2 separate regions of the Mus musculus genome follow, and region 2 is linked to region 1. A link is a contact called in public HiChIP or PLAC-seq data. All regions are on one chromosome and are shown on one strand. The core of a region is the stretch at or near the end of the contact, and the rest is flanking DNA. Distances in the headings are between cores, read along the strand shown. Region 1 overlaps Etl4 (enhancer trap locus 4). Region 2 overlaps Etl4 (enhancer trap locus 4).

Region 1 (6,257 bases), core at 1,108-3,607:
GAAATAGCTACAGATTATAAGTGCAGCTTACTGTGAATGCTAAGGAGCAACAGACGTCCAGCCATCATGAGCTACTAATGTTTCTCCAAAAGTCAACAACTGCAAAGACGGGTCACTCCTGAGCCCTTGTGCCACCGCTTCCATAAGTACAGACTTGGGTTAGATAGTCCCATTTTCCTACCTCTGGAGTGACAATAGCAACAGTACCCAACTCAGAGGGTACTGTGAGAGGCAAAGGAGAGCTGTGCCTGATGCCATGGAGAAGTGTGTGAAATGAAGTCGATCAATAACAACTCTTATATCAGTCACGGCCATAAGAAAAGAACAAGACCATCCAAGGACTGGTCATGATCCTTAGAAAAGATGTCAACATGTGGTGAAAGCTATTGGGTCAAAGTGATAGGAACATGACCGGACAGTACAGCAAGATGGCTTCTATACAGCGATGTGGGTAGCTCTTCTCTACTGCACTGGGAGTCAACATTGGCTCCCTTCAACGTCTGAAGTGCTCTGGAAAACAAAATGCAGTGACCTTGGTAATCTAAGCGGAAGAGGAACACCCAGAATAGATCCGGGTGAGGCGTGCTTAGCTTCGTTATGGAAGTAAGGCCTGTTAGGGCTGTAGGACTTCTTAGAAACTTAGTCTGAAGTGTCTTAAGTCTGCTAACTAAGGCTGGAGCTTCTCACCTTTATCCCATTAGCAATCTTTTCAAAGCCCAAACAATGGGCCTTTGTAACCAAGGTATTTCTTTTCTCCGTTGAGGTCAAAAATCTAATTAAGTTGACCCTGAGCACACACAGAGAATTAGCCAGAGAAAGCTAAACAATTGAGAGATGGGGGAGGGGAGGGCAGGAAGCCTGGCAATCAGATAAACACATTACTCGCTGACAACAGGTTGTAAAAACCTTGATGGCACTGGCTTGGGACAAGTTTAGAATGGGATGTAGTCACCTCAGTGCTACCTGGTACACCAAGGGGGAAACTTACAAGGAATGAAGGGAAGGATTAGATTTATGCTTTCCCATATTTACTTAATAATTGGCAACGCTATCCTGAGCAACTGCAAGAACCCAACAGGGGGGTGGAGAGATGGCTCAGTGGTTAAGAGCACTGAGTGCTCTTCCAGAGGTCCTGAGTTCAATGCCCAGCAACCACATGGTGGCTCACAACCATCTGTAATGGGACCTGATGCCCTCTTGTGGTGTGTCTGAAGACAGCTACAGTGTACTCATACAAGTAAAATAAATAAATCTTGAAAGAAAGAAAGAAAGAAAGAAAGAAAGAAAGAAAGAAAGAAAGAAAGAAAGAGAGAGAGAATGAACCTAACAGGGATGTGATGGGAAGGATGACCTGAAAGGTTCATCAATCAATATAAAAACCCTGCCTGCCCTGTGAACACTGTGAACCCTTGTCTCTGCCTGGAGCACTGAGAATATGGGCATACATGGTACCAACCCAGGTTTGCACATGGGTGATGGGCAGCCAAACTTAGGTCTTTATGCTTATAGCAGGGACTTATAGTGGGGAATTTTCAGTATGAGCCATCTATGCAGTCTGCCATGTGAATTTTGAGCCATTTAGTGTGGTAAGTCTCATCACAGATAGGCCTATTTATTCCTCCCCCAAAACTTCATGGTTCTGATGGGTTTTTGTTGGTTCCCTCAACATCAGCAACTCAGCATCTCCAGTTCCAGGAAAAGGGGGAAAATTTAACATCTGCAGTGTCTCCCCATGCATAAGTCAGGAATGCCTCCAGACATTCACACAGCATACTTCATAATGTATGCAGTTTTGATTGATCATTGACAAGAAGCCCAATGGCCATTTATCAAAAAGATGCTAAAACCATAAAATGGTTAACTTATAAATTAAGTACATGGCCTGGAAATCATAGCTCAACTAGAAGAGCATTATTTTCAGAGATCCTTTATAGCTCTAACATTTTTCAAGCCTAATCATGAGTTCTGTTTGCCTTTGGTACAGACCCAGGTTTGACTCCACAGCCCTGCTTCCTGCACACTGCCTGACATCTAGGCACTCCAGAAATACTTGTTTCATAAAATGAACAAAACTGAAGTGTGGGCAAATTTAACCCTCCAGGTCCCAAGCCAGATTTTCCCAGCTCACTCCCAGAGTCTCATAAAGTAGCAGAAGGCAGCAGAGGCTCAACACACCATTTACACCTCAGTGCTGGACTTCCACACTCTTAGTCTGCCTTTTAGACTTAGGGTTGGTCTGGACCTCCATGCTTGGAATCTTCAATTATTTCACTTCCTGCAGTTATAGAGAAGGAGAGGCAGAGGCCACAAAGCCCTGTGAAGCAGCAGGCGTTCAAATAGGCATACCAGCATTTCACCACTAGAGGGCAGGAGAGTCAGGAGACCGTCTCTGCAAGAAACCACTGCCCTTCTGGGTATGAACTTCCTCGTGTAAGGAAGCAAACCCCTCATGAATAATTCACAATTCTTGGTCAGGGAATAGGATTAAAATTTCTTCTTTGGGCAATCTGAAATACACATTTTGAGCAGGGACTTTTTTAAAAAAAGTTTTAACTTAAAGCAAAATCAGAGCATATTCAGAAAAGTCCCCCAAACCTCTTGAACACCTCTTTGAGCAGCCGCCTGTGAGTTTCCAACCTATGCTCTGTATTTTGACCACCAGACACATCCATCCTGTGGCCAGGCATGCACATCTGGACCAGATGCATGCACATCTGACAAATAAGGTTGCTTCAGTTTAAAGTATAAGATGCCAAGTTAAAATAGTAAAAACACTTTAATATAGAGGCATCCCAATTTGGGAGCAATTTGTCTTCTGTCTGTTGGTCTGGCTTGGTTTCTTGAGACATAGTCTGGTTTGAACGCCCTATGTAGTCTAGGATAGACTTGAAACTTGAGATCCTCCTGCCTCTGCCTTCTAGGTGCTGGGATTCCAAGCAAGTGCTACCACACCCAGCTTGGAACTTGTCATTTTTATTGCTGTTCTCAATACCTGACTTGAATGTGTTATTAGGACACTTGCTCTTCAAGTGGGCCAGGTCTCTCCCCTGCTGGGGCTTTCTCCATCTCCTGAGCCTGGGATGGTTTTTCTTCATTCACTTTTCACTCAGTTACCACACTCAGTACTGAAGGTCTGGCTTGGGAGCTTCTTCCTTGTCTAGTGTTAATGCAGCTTGTGCCACAGCCATTGTGGGACCCCAGGGAACTATGTGTGGAATGTGAGATGGCCGACTCCCATCAGGAAGAGAATGGTTCCCATAGAGCCACATGTGAATGCTTTGGGAGTGGCATATGGATGTGTGGCCTTGTTGGAGTAGGTCTGGCTCTGTTGGAGGAAGTGTGTCGAATGCTCAAGATGTTTTAAATGCCCAAGCCTGGCCCAGTGTCTGTCTCTTCTTGCTGTCTGTGGATCTGGATGTAGAACTCTCTGTTCTCTCTCTAGCATTATGTCGGCCCAGACACTGCCATGATGATAATGGACTAAACCTCTGAACGTGTAATCCAGCACCAATGAAATGTTTTTCTTTATAAGAGTTGCTCCGGTCATGGTGCCTCTTCACAGCAATGGAACCCTAACTAAGACAGGGATGGGTGAGAAGCATCCTTGAGAAGGGACCGTTCTAGATGTCCAAACATAGTGGAGGGGAAAAGAAGGCTCGAAACTCCCATTCTAGACAGTGATGCCTGGGAACACAGAACCTAGATCAATTTTGTTACCCCTGACCTTGTCCTCTGTGCCTACAGATGACAGGCTTTCAGCAGTGTGTCTGACCTAAGGACTATTATGTAATAAGCATATTCCTCTGTCATATTCTGAGTTCTGCTTTGTATTCTGACCCAAACCTCATGTCTGTTTTTGCCCATGTTCTGGAGGAAGGTGCCCTGACAGACATGTTTATCTCTTATTCCAACAGTTAGTACTCAGCGAGTCTCCTTGACATGGCAGGTACCTTTCTGCCTCATTCCTCAGGCTCTGGATTCCTTGAACCTGGCAGTACACAGCCCCAAAGCCATCGTGGAAGAATTTGTGAAATTGGTTCAGTGTTCCATTTAAAACAGGATAAGGCTCTTTGGTGCCTAATGGATAGAGCCTAGGGTAGCAAAATATGCTTGGTGATACGGATTCTTACCTTTCACAAGCTTGAGGTAGCAAGAGAAAGGTGCACCCAGGCCAGCCTTGGGAGAGAGTTCGGGGAGAGGGTGACTAGTTTTCTCTAGAGAAGCTCAGTCCACGCACAGCTAGAGGTGGAACGGCGAGGAGAACCATGCTTATTCCCCATCTTTCAGTTTGAGACCTCTGCTTGCCTTAGGTGTTGTCTTAGATACTGCTTAATGGAACGAATGGGGCGTTTCCTGATTTGGGGATGGAGAAATGTGAACTGTGTGGCAGCGAGAGCTGAGAGCTCAGAGGTTGGTTGCCACTTAACCTCTGATTTTCCTAAGAGGTATCCAATGTCTTCCTCTGCCTTCTACAGTGACAGAACGTACCCTAAAATCCAGAATTGACATCTATGATTCACAGGGCTCTGAGACTCAGGAGGCATCAGCTTTGGAATCTTTTAGCCACAAGGAGAGAAAGGACAGGTGTGCAAAACAGTAAGCAGCAGCCAGGCCGTGGTGGTGCACCCCTTTAATCCCAACACTAGAGTGGCAGAGGCAGGAGGACCTCTGTGAGTTTGAGGCCAGGCTGGTCTACAAAGCAAGTTGTAGGACAGCCAGGGCTACACAAAGAGAAATACTGTCTCAAGGGAATTGTGGGAATGGGGAGAAAGAATGAAACAGAAGATTAAGGTGGTTTAGAAGTTAAGAGTCCCTGCTATTCCAGGGACACAAGTTCAGTTCCTTGTGACCCCTCAATAACTCAGAACCTTTTATAGCCTCTGCCTGACGGGATATGCTGCCCTCTTCTGGCCTCTAGAGGCATTGCACCCACATGGTACATTTGCACAGACACAGGCAAAATACTTACATGTAAAACAGAGTGAACAGCACAGGTTGCCTGTGCTGAGGATCCAGTGAAGAGAAAGAGGCCTGGCTGGGAACTGTGTAGAAGGTCAAACTGGGGAGATGTTTGCAGGACGTTTGACAAATTATTTGCCATCCCCTAAAAGTGATTTTTAAAAAAACAATTGTATTTATTTATGCATGTGTGTGTGTGCATATGTGTGTGTGTGTGTGTGTGTGTGTGTGTGTGTGTGTAAGCAAGCATGTGGAGGACACAAGAAAATTTGCTACAGCCAGTTCTCTCCTTCTACTGTGAGGGTTCCAGGGACTGAACTCAGGTCATCAGGTTGGTGGCAAACACCTTTGTCTACTGAGCCATCTTGCCAGTCCTAGTGATGATTATTTTTTTTTAAGATTTATTTATTTGTTATATGTGAGTACATTGTAGCTGTCTTCAGACACTCCAGAAGAGGGAGTCAGCTCTCATTACAGATGTTGGTGAGCCACATGTGGTGGCTGGGATTTGAACTCAGGACCTTCAGAAGAGCAGCCAGTGCTCTTACCCACTGAGCCATCTCTCCAGTCCCCATCAAAACTTAGCCCATTGTGGTGATACATGTCTTTAAACCTAGCACTGGAGAGTCAGATAGATCACAGATAGATCTCTGTGAGTTTGGGAGCAGCCTGAGATACATAGTAAGACCTTTTCTTAAAAATCAATCAACCAACCAATCAACCAATCAACCAACCACCAACTTCCAAAATAATAACAAGAAAACATTAGAGCAGGTTTCCTTTGGAAGCCGTTGCTGAAGCCATAGTATGACCTGGGTCAAGCACACAGGCATGAAATGGTCACAGCTTAAAAATCATTCATTGAGCCGGGCGTGGTGGCGCACGCCTTTAATCCCAGCACTCGGGAGGCAGAGGCAGGCGGATTTCTGAGTTCGAGGCCAGCCTGGTCTACAAAGTGAGCTCCAGGACAGCCAGGGCTATACAGAGAAACCCTGTCTCGAAAAACCAAAAAAAAAAAAAAAAAAAAAATCATTCATTGAGGGGCTGGAGAGTTGGCTTAGCAGTTAAGAGCACTGATTGCTTTTCCAGAGATCCTGAGTTCAATTCCCAGCACCACATGGTGGCTCACAACCATTTATAGTAGGATCTGATGCCCTCTTCTGGTGCATCTGAAGACAGCAACAGTGTACATGTATACATAAAATAAATATTTTTTTTAAAAGAAACAACAAATTATTCATTGATTCAACACTTTGGCAGGAAAGAAAGTACTTCCCCTTCCTTGGCTTTCCAGAGGG
Region 2 (7,221 bases), core at 3,435-5,934, 280 kb before region 1:
AATTACTCCTCCATGTGACCTAGCCTGTGAGGCCCCCAAATGCACTCAGTTCTCACTCAGAAGCTTCTACAAGCTTTCTAACTCTTCTTAGACTATGAGACTTATCAGTGTGTATTATCACCTTGTGGCTATCTTTCCCTTTAAGTGGACTCAATCAAGTCCTTCAAATTCAAGGCCAACCATGACTCTAAATTGAGGTATGTTTAGACCCCCATCCTCCTTTGTTTTGGTGGTCTCATTTTTCTTTTTTTGCAGTGCTTGGGGTGGTACCCAGGACCTCGAACAAATGTTCTACAACTGATTTATTGGGTTTTGAGACAGTCTGTATAGCTCATGCTGACCCTGAACTTGTGATCCCTCCTGGGGGGCTGGGATTATAAGTATGCACTACCTTGCCTGACTCTTTGGGAGACATTCAAAGCAATGTGCCCATTCCCACACTGGCTTCAGTAGAAAATACAGTAGATCTTTGGAAGTAGACACAGCCCTGTGTTTGTATCAGTTGTAACATGTTCTGGAATTCAAGAGACATTGCCATTTTTGAGTCTCAGGTACTTTGATATAATGTATTGGTGGCAGTAAAGATGGCACCTTCTTATAGCTGGGCCTTGTGGTGGACAACCTTAATCCCAGCACTAGGAAGGAAGAAGCAGGCCAATCTCTGAGTTCAAGACTGACCTGGTCTATAGAGTGAGTTCCAGGACAGCCAGGGCTGCACAGAGAAACTCTTTCTAGAAAAACAAACAAACAAACAAACAAACAAACAAACAAACAAGCAAGATAGCCCCTCTTGGGCGCTTCAATCTCTGAGTCTTTGAAGAGCTTAATCATGCGATCCCGTCTTCTTCAAGCTCTGATTTCCCTGGTTCTAAGACAAATCCTGACAATGGCAGTGTTGGGTATAAGAACACCCTGTAACTGTTTTCCAGAAGAGATGCTGCTCCCTCAGGCCACTGTTTTCCTTTAATGAGGCTGGCTTATTTTAGAGTTCAAGGTCTATAACATTTGGGCAACAGCTTAACAAAGAAGTACTTTAACCCATTTCTATTGTTGTGGAGTAAAAAAGTCACTTGATACGTGAAAATGAATGACCTTTTGGGAACCTGGATGGTCTATGTGGACTTAGAATTCCTTTGGCATCTGGGTTTTCTGCAGTTGACTATATACCTGCTTCGTGGAGTTATTAGTTGGGGTTGGTTATTGCTAGAAAAGTCAACTACACTTCCTATGATTAGTAATCCACTTTATCTACCTTAAAGTTAGCTGCATGCCAATGAATTCTCTTCTACACTTGATAGAGCAGTGGTTCTCAACCTTCCTAATGCTGTGGCCCTTTAATACAGCTCCTCACATTATGGTGAGTCCCCAAACATAAAATTGTTTTGCTACTGTAATGAATTGTTATGTAAATAACTGATATGCAGGACACCTGATAATATGACTACTGGGAAAGGGTTGTTTGACTTCCAAAGGTTGAGAACCACTGTGCCAGGGCAATTACAGCCAGGAAACAAAATTTTTACAAAAGTTTCTGACATACCTGATATATTACTTCTGCCTGGAAGGAAATCTCTCTCTCTCTCTCCCCCTCCCCGCCTCCCCACTTCTCTCCCCCTCCCCTTCTCCTCTCTTCCACCCCCCCCCCCCCATGTGTGTGTGTGTGTTGGTGTTCATGGCTGAGCACATCTTAGGCAAGTGTTCTACTACTGAGCTACACCACAGCCTTTGTAAGCATGTTTATGCTGGGTATGAGATTCATTATTCATTGAAAGCTACAGATCAGACAGTGTTTTCTCCAGATCTCTCTTCACAGGAATGATCTTTGATGAGCGGGTCCACTTAGGGGTGCTCAGCTTCTTTCCTGGGTGGGACCAGTATGCTCTCAGATACCCTTCCAGTAGATAAACACTTGGCTTAGAGTCTCGATTTTAAGTCTCCTTGCCCTCAAGGTGAAGGAGGCTAACAGTGCTTTAGTTTGTTCTTCATCCATAAACTATTACAAAACAAATAAAAGACTTATTTATGTATTTAATTTTATTTTTAAATTTATTGTTAAGTCTTCAAAATAGTGGGGATCAAATCCAGGTGCATATACTATCATTAAAGCCCAACATATGTATGAGATGAAAATACTGTGTGTAAATCTTTGTTATTTTAATTCATGTGTACATTTATAACACATGATTAATTGTAATAGAAATATGTAAATAAAATCTGTAGTGTTCTTAATCTGTGATGTGATCTAATCGCAAGATTAGAAAAAGAAGTGACAAAAAACTCAATTCAAACTAAAATATTACTTACACCTATAAGTCAGAGTATTCCAACTAGTAAAAAAAAAAAAAAAAGCCCAACATATGACTAGTAATTTAAAAGCCTAGGATGGAGCCAATGCAAAAGTCTATGCTGAGGAATTATACCCTCAAGCCATATTGCAACGAACATTTGGGGGCTGAAACAGTTGAGGGTTCTCCTCAGGATGCCATAAATAAAGAGTGATAAGTCATGATGATACTAAGAGTAGGTTCTTAAAGCCCGTGACCTGTATGTACACCAGCCTTTGAGCGACCCCTCCTGGCAAACCACCCCATCAGGACCATGGCAGTGACATTACCTCCGCAACATCGTCAAGACATCTGTCATGCTCCTCACACGCTTCAGGAGACTGTCCAGCTTGTGTGGCTCTTCCTTCAGGAACCTTACTGCCTCAACTTCTATGCGCAGGACAGCACGCATCTTATTTTGCAAAGTTGGAAATTCTCCTACAGGCCAAACCAGCAGTGATTTTTAGAATAGGAAGGCAGAGTGACAATGCCCACCCCACTCCTGTGACCTAGGGTAGCACAGAGAAATACCAAGTCGGGAAGCAACGGGGTGAAATCTTATGGTCAAACTGAGTGACCTTGGATAAGGTCACAGCCCCTCTGGGTCCATTCCCTGTGTATTATGGATAAGGCTAAAAAGTTAGGGTTTGTTTTCAACGAGTTTGGTATGTCTGTAAGTTCAGTAAAAGGGAAAGTTTTAGTTGTATGGTTTAGTTTCCATCTTCAGCATCCTTTATAAAGGTCCTCTAAGAAGTCTTGAATGAATCTTTTACTGTTTGAAGGATTGTTTATTTATTTACATGTCTATTTGAAACAAAGTATTACTGTTTCCCTAATCTGGTCTCAACTGACTTTAAGGGATCCTCCTGCCTCAGCCTCCCAAGTAGGATGGGATGGTAGGTCCAGATTTGAAAGCTTCTTCGGTTTTTTTGGTTTTTGATTTTTTTTTTTTTTTTTTTTTTTTTTTTTGGTTTTTCGAGACAGGTTTTTCTCTGTGTAGCCCTGGCTGTCCTGGAACTCACTCTGTAGACTAGGCTGGCCTTAAACTCAGAAATCCGCCTGCCTCTGCCTCCCAATTGGTGGGATTAAAGGTGTGCGCCACCACCGCCCAGCTGAAAGCTTCATAAACATTCCAAGCAACACACTTCCAGTGGAAGGCTCACCTTTGAGAGTGGCCACAGCTTCTCCCACTTGTCGCAGGAGGAAAGCCCCATCTTCCACATCTTTCAGGGTCACCACTCTGCCAGTGGAGGAAGAGTCCTTCTTCAAGTCCTCAACAAAGTCCTCCAGCTCACTGTGGGGAGGCAGAGAGCAGATGGAACTGAGCATGGAGGGTCTCAGAAAGGACACGTGCAGGAGCAGGGGCTCTCCCATTTTCTGCTGTGTCCCAGCCCTATCTTAAGCTTCCAAGGAGGAGGTGGGAGCACAGTCGATAGTAGTTTGCTTTGCAATATTGCATGGCTATGTAAGGTAGCAACGGGAGAGCTCTCCCGTGTCTGTCATTTGTGGTTCAGATTGGTCCCGGGTGGGGGTGGAGTGGGCACTTGATACATTCTTAACTTTCAGTTGTATTCATGCCAGCCAAGAGAACAATGTGCACACTTGGTGACCAGGAATGGAGGGAGAGAAAGACAGAGGGGAGAGAGTCCTGATAGATTAGGATGGAGGCAGAAGATGGGGGCTGGGGGTAGCCTAAGAGGGGGGTATGAACCAGTACTACAGTGAAGTGTGTTAGCTCACTTTAGACAACCAGGTTTCTCAATTTTAGTACCTGACATTTTGAACCATATAGCTTCATTTTTAGTGCAGGGCTGTCTTACACAATGAAGGATGTGCATCCTTGGCCCCTTCCTGCTGAGTAGCAGTAGCAAGCAATCACAAATTCCAATAATTTGTGACACATGTGAATGTCCCTTGACATGGTCAAATATCCCTGGGAAAGAGAGAGCAAAACTGCCCTCAAAATCCCCTAATGGATAGCCTCTCTCTAGTGTACCTGACTGTCCCATCATTAATGACTGTCTCTCTTCTCTCACAACTAAGAACTTAGAGATCTGATTTCTGGAGGGAGGGAGGGACGGATGGAGGGGTTGGGATGGAGAGAGAGAACAGATATCAACTCCAACACAGCCAAGTTATATTCTTCCACTTGAAACAACAAAAACAATTTGCCCAGATGTGTTTGTATCCTTTCAAGTTGCCTGCAAATTCAAGAGAAAGCTCTTAAAGGACGAGGGTGCTAAGAAATGCAAGACCACTAGGTGGCAGTAAGTGAATGGCGGCTGTACTTCCTGGCGCCTTAGTGGAGGAGAGGATGGCCTCACAAGACATGGGCCCTTTCCTCTAGGTGAGTGAGTAGAAAGGAGCTAATGCAGCCACAGGAGGGAGTCCAGCAGGGCAGGACATACATTCAACAAGGATGAAGTCACACGTGACACATCTGACCTCTTCTGAGCAGGGGGATGAAGTATTTGGTGATGCCAGCCATTCTGATACAGAAATCTCTGATGAAAGGATGCCCCGTTAGGGTCTGCATCTGTTAAACACACCTGGTGTTAGGTGAGCATACCTACAGGGCACATGCAGCTGCTGCTCCTTGGGGTGGAGCTGGGCCAATCCTTGTCAGACCTCTAAATGGTCCATTGGTGAGGGAGGTTCCCTGGTAGACCAAGCAGTCTCCTGCATTCTTTCAGGCTTTGATGAAGCCCTTCCAAGCTAAGACTCCAGGGCCCCCAGTTCCTTCAACCACCCACAAACTGGTCAATATGCAAATACTCCTCCAAGGAGATGTTCCATGACCCAAAGCCACTCCATCCAGATAAACTCCTATTTTAGTTTCTCTTACCCAGTCTGCCTCCTGCGCATCATATCCCTGCAACCCAAAGTTCCCCAAACTCTGCTCCCCTTTGACGGGCAGCAGGGAACCTCTGACACCATTATTCTGCCAATTCATGTGCTTGTGATTCCTATTTCGAGCTCTGAAGGCCACTTTTATTAATTCAGAGATTGAAAAAGAGACAGTGCTGCTGAAAATGAGTGCAGACGGCCTTTTGAAAGTCATCAATGGGCTTTTGAAATAGGTAGGCTTTGCTCAAGAAGACGTCAGACATTCATGGGGCCTCCAGATTTCAGCATGGCCTTAAGCTGCTTTTTATTCTGCCTTTGTTGAAAAGAAGCCCATTGTTTGTTAAACTGAACTTAGTCTGACTCTTATTAGAAGCTGTTATTTCCAAGTAGAAAACCATGAAAGATATTGACTCATTTTTTTTTTCTGTTCTTTAATCCCCACTTTCACTCCTCTGTCCTCATGTTCAGAGGACCCAAGCCTAACAGTTCTACCAGAGTATTTCTTTTCTGGAATTTAGAAGGAAGGGAAAGGGACAGAGAAGGGCCAGCAAAGAGCAGGCGTTACTTCTCAGTAGCCCTGAGCCAGGTTCTAGAATATCTTACCTAAGCTCGCTCTCCTGTCATACGGATCCACCCAGTTACCCTAGTCTATGTCTGTTTAAGGTATAAGAAACAGATATGATAATATTAAGGAGATATATATGTATTCCATAACTTTTAAATTAGTGTTGTGTGACTGTGCATGCAGAAGGCAGAAGACAACTTTCTAGAGTTGGTTTTCAGGGTCTATTGTGGGCTCCCATGATCTTACAGTCTTTGCAAGCACAGCCTAGACAGGTACCAAGCAGGTCTCCAAAGCAGGAGTATGACCCATAGAAGACACCAAGCCAAGGAGAATGATACCGTTCAACTGTGAGATGTGATTAGGACCATGGACCCAATTCTCCTGCCAATCCCCAACCCTGTGGTTTTCTAAGGATGCCCCACATTTTCCTGGCCCAGAGATATACTGTCATGGGGCCTGCTGAGTTTCCCAGACCTTAAAGGAGGGACAGTTGGGACAAAGATACCAGGCTCAGCAGATCTCTAGCTTACACAATAGGTGCTCATTAAAGAGAGGGAGAGAAATACCAGCTAAGAAGGTCACCCTGTGAACAAAGACAGTTTTTCTCTTCAGGGTGACTCACCATAACTTTTTGACAATCCGCTCTTCTTCGTGGAGGTACTTCTGTCTCTCTTGCTCCACCAGGGTGCGCTGACGCTGTACCGGATCCTCTAGTCTCTTCATGGTCTCCTTCACTTTGTTACTGATTTCCAGCTCAGCCTTCTTCATCATCGCCCTCAGAATCTCCTGGTTCTGCAGCTGTTGAACAAAAGAAATCAGCCTCCATTGGCTTCATCTGTCTGCTATCATGAAGCCTGAATGCCCTGCAGTCTTCAGAAGTGGGCACAGAGAAAACCCACAGCTGAATCTTTATTTCAGTAAGAAAGAGAAGAGAGCAAGGACTGTATACAGGACTGTATACAGGATTGCTTCCTCAGAGAACGGCTAAGTTTTATCAGGCAACTGACAGCTGAACTTCTGTGCCTATAAAAAAGGTAGAGTTTTTTCTAGTCTTTGGCTGCTGTTACACACACACACACACACACACACACACACACACAAACACACCACAAACTCTCACAGACGATTTTATAGAGAGGAGTCAAGAGTACTAGCATTGAAAGCCCAGTGATCAACCAGGCCTTCAGTCCTTGTCTCCCCCCAGACACTTGGATAGGCTTTCTTGCTCTCCGTTTCGCGTTTCTCTCCTGATGTAGAATCTGCTCTCCTTGGCAGAGCTACTCTGAGGTTCTTGTAGATCCTCAACAACCATTGGGTTGACAGGAATTTTTCAGAATGTCTTCAAAAAGCGAATCTGAGCTCTCTGATTTGTTTGGCTTCATGTCTCAACAGTGTAGAATCACAGCTCCTTACCATGTGGCACTACACATTGATGGGGCAATAATGAGTCCAGATGAGACAAAGGCTCTTGGGAATTGACTAATT

What was found. HiChIP or PLAC-seq counts read pairs in DNA pulled down with a chosen protein or histone mark.
Region 2: an H3K27ac HiChIP or PLAC-seq map of embryonic stem cells shows a contact between it and region 1, with 5 times the contacts expected there. The contact joins two enhancer-like sites. A contact is called at or near these places in 2 of 15 datasets of contacts at CTCF or cohesin (both in embryonic stem cells), 50 of 484 Hi-C or Micro-C datasets (the HL-1 cell line, the HPC-7 cell line, the MC3T3-E1 cell line and 15 more), 11 of 115 datasets of contacts at active chromatin or transcription factors (astrocytes, embryonic stem cells and epiblast stem cells) and 1 of 9 other capture datasets (embryonic stem cells).

Annotation. Positions count from the first base shown.
Region 1 is chr2:20,490,976-20,497,232 of GRCm38.p6, reverse strand. All of the region lies in intron 2 of Etl4 (enhancer trap locus 4), which reads right to left. Among named protein-coding and RNA genes, the nearest start is that of Gm17171, 160 kb to the right of the region's middle. Within about 2 kb of position 2,357, at least 19 of the 459 cell types and tissues checked have an H3K27ac peak or open chromatin away from gene starts, as enhancers often do. A contact at or near this core is called in embryonic stem cells, where this site is marked.
Region 2 is chr2:20,777,339-20,784,559 of GRCm38.p6, reverse strand. It overlaps Etl4 (enhancer trap locus 4), which reads right to left. Exons shown (of 22, transcript NM_001081006.1): 11 at 6,359-6,534; 12 at 3,488-3,618; 13 at 2,615-2,762. Among named protein-coding and RNA genes, the nearest start is that of Arhgap21, 190 kb to the left of the region's middle. Within about 2 kb of position 4,684, at least 18 of the 459 cell types and tissues checked have an H3K27ac peak or open chromatin away from gene starts, as enhancers often do. A contact at or near this core is called in embryonic stem cells, where this site is marked.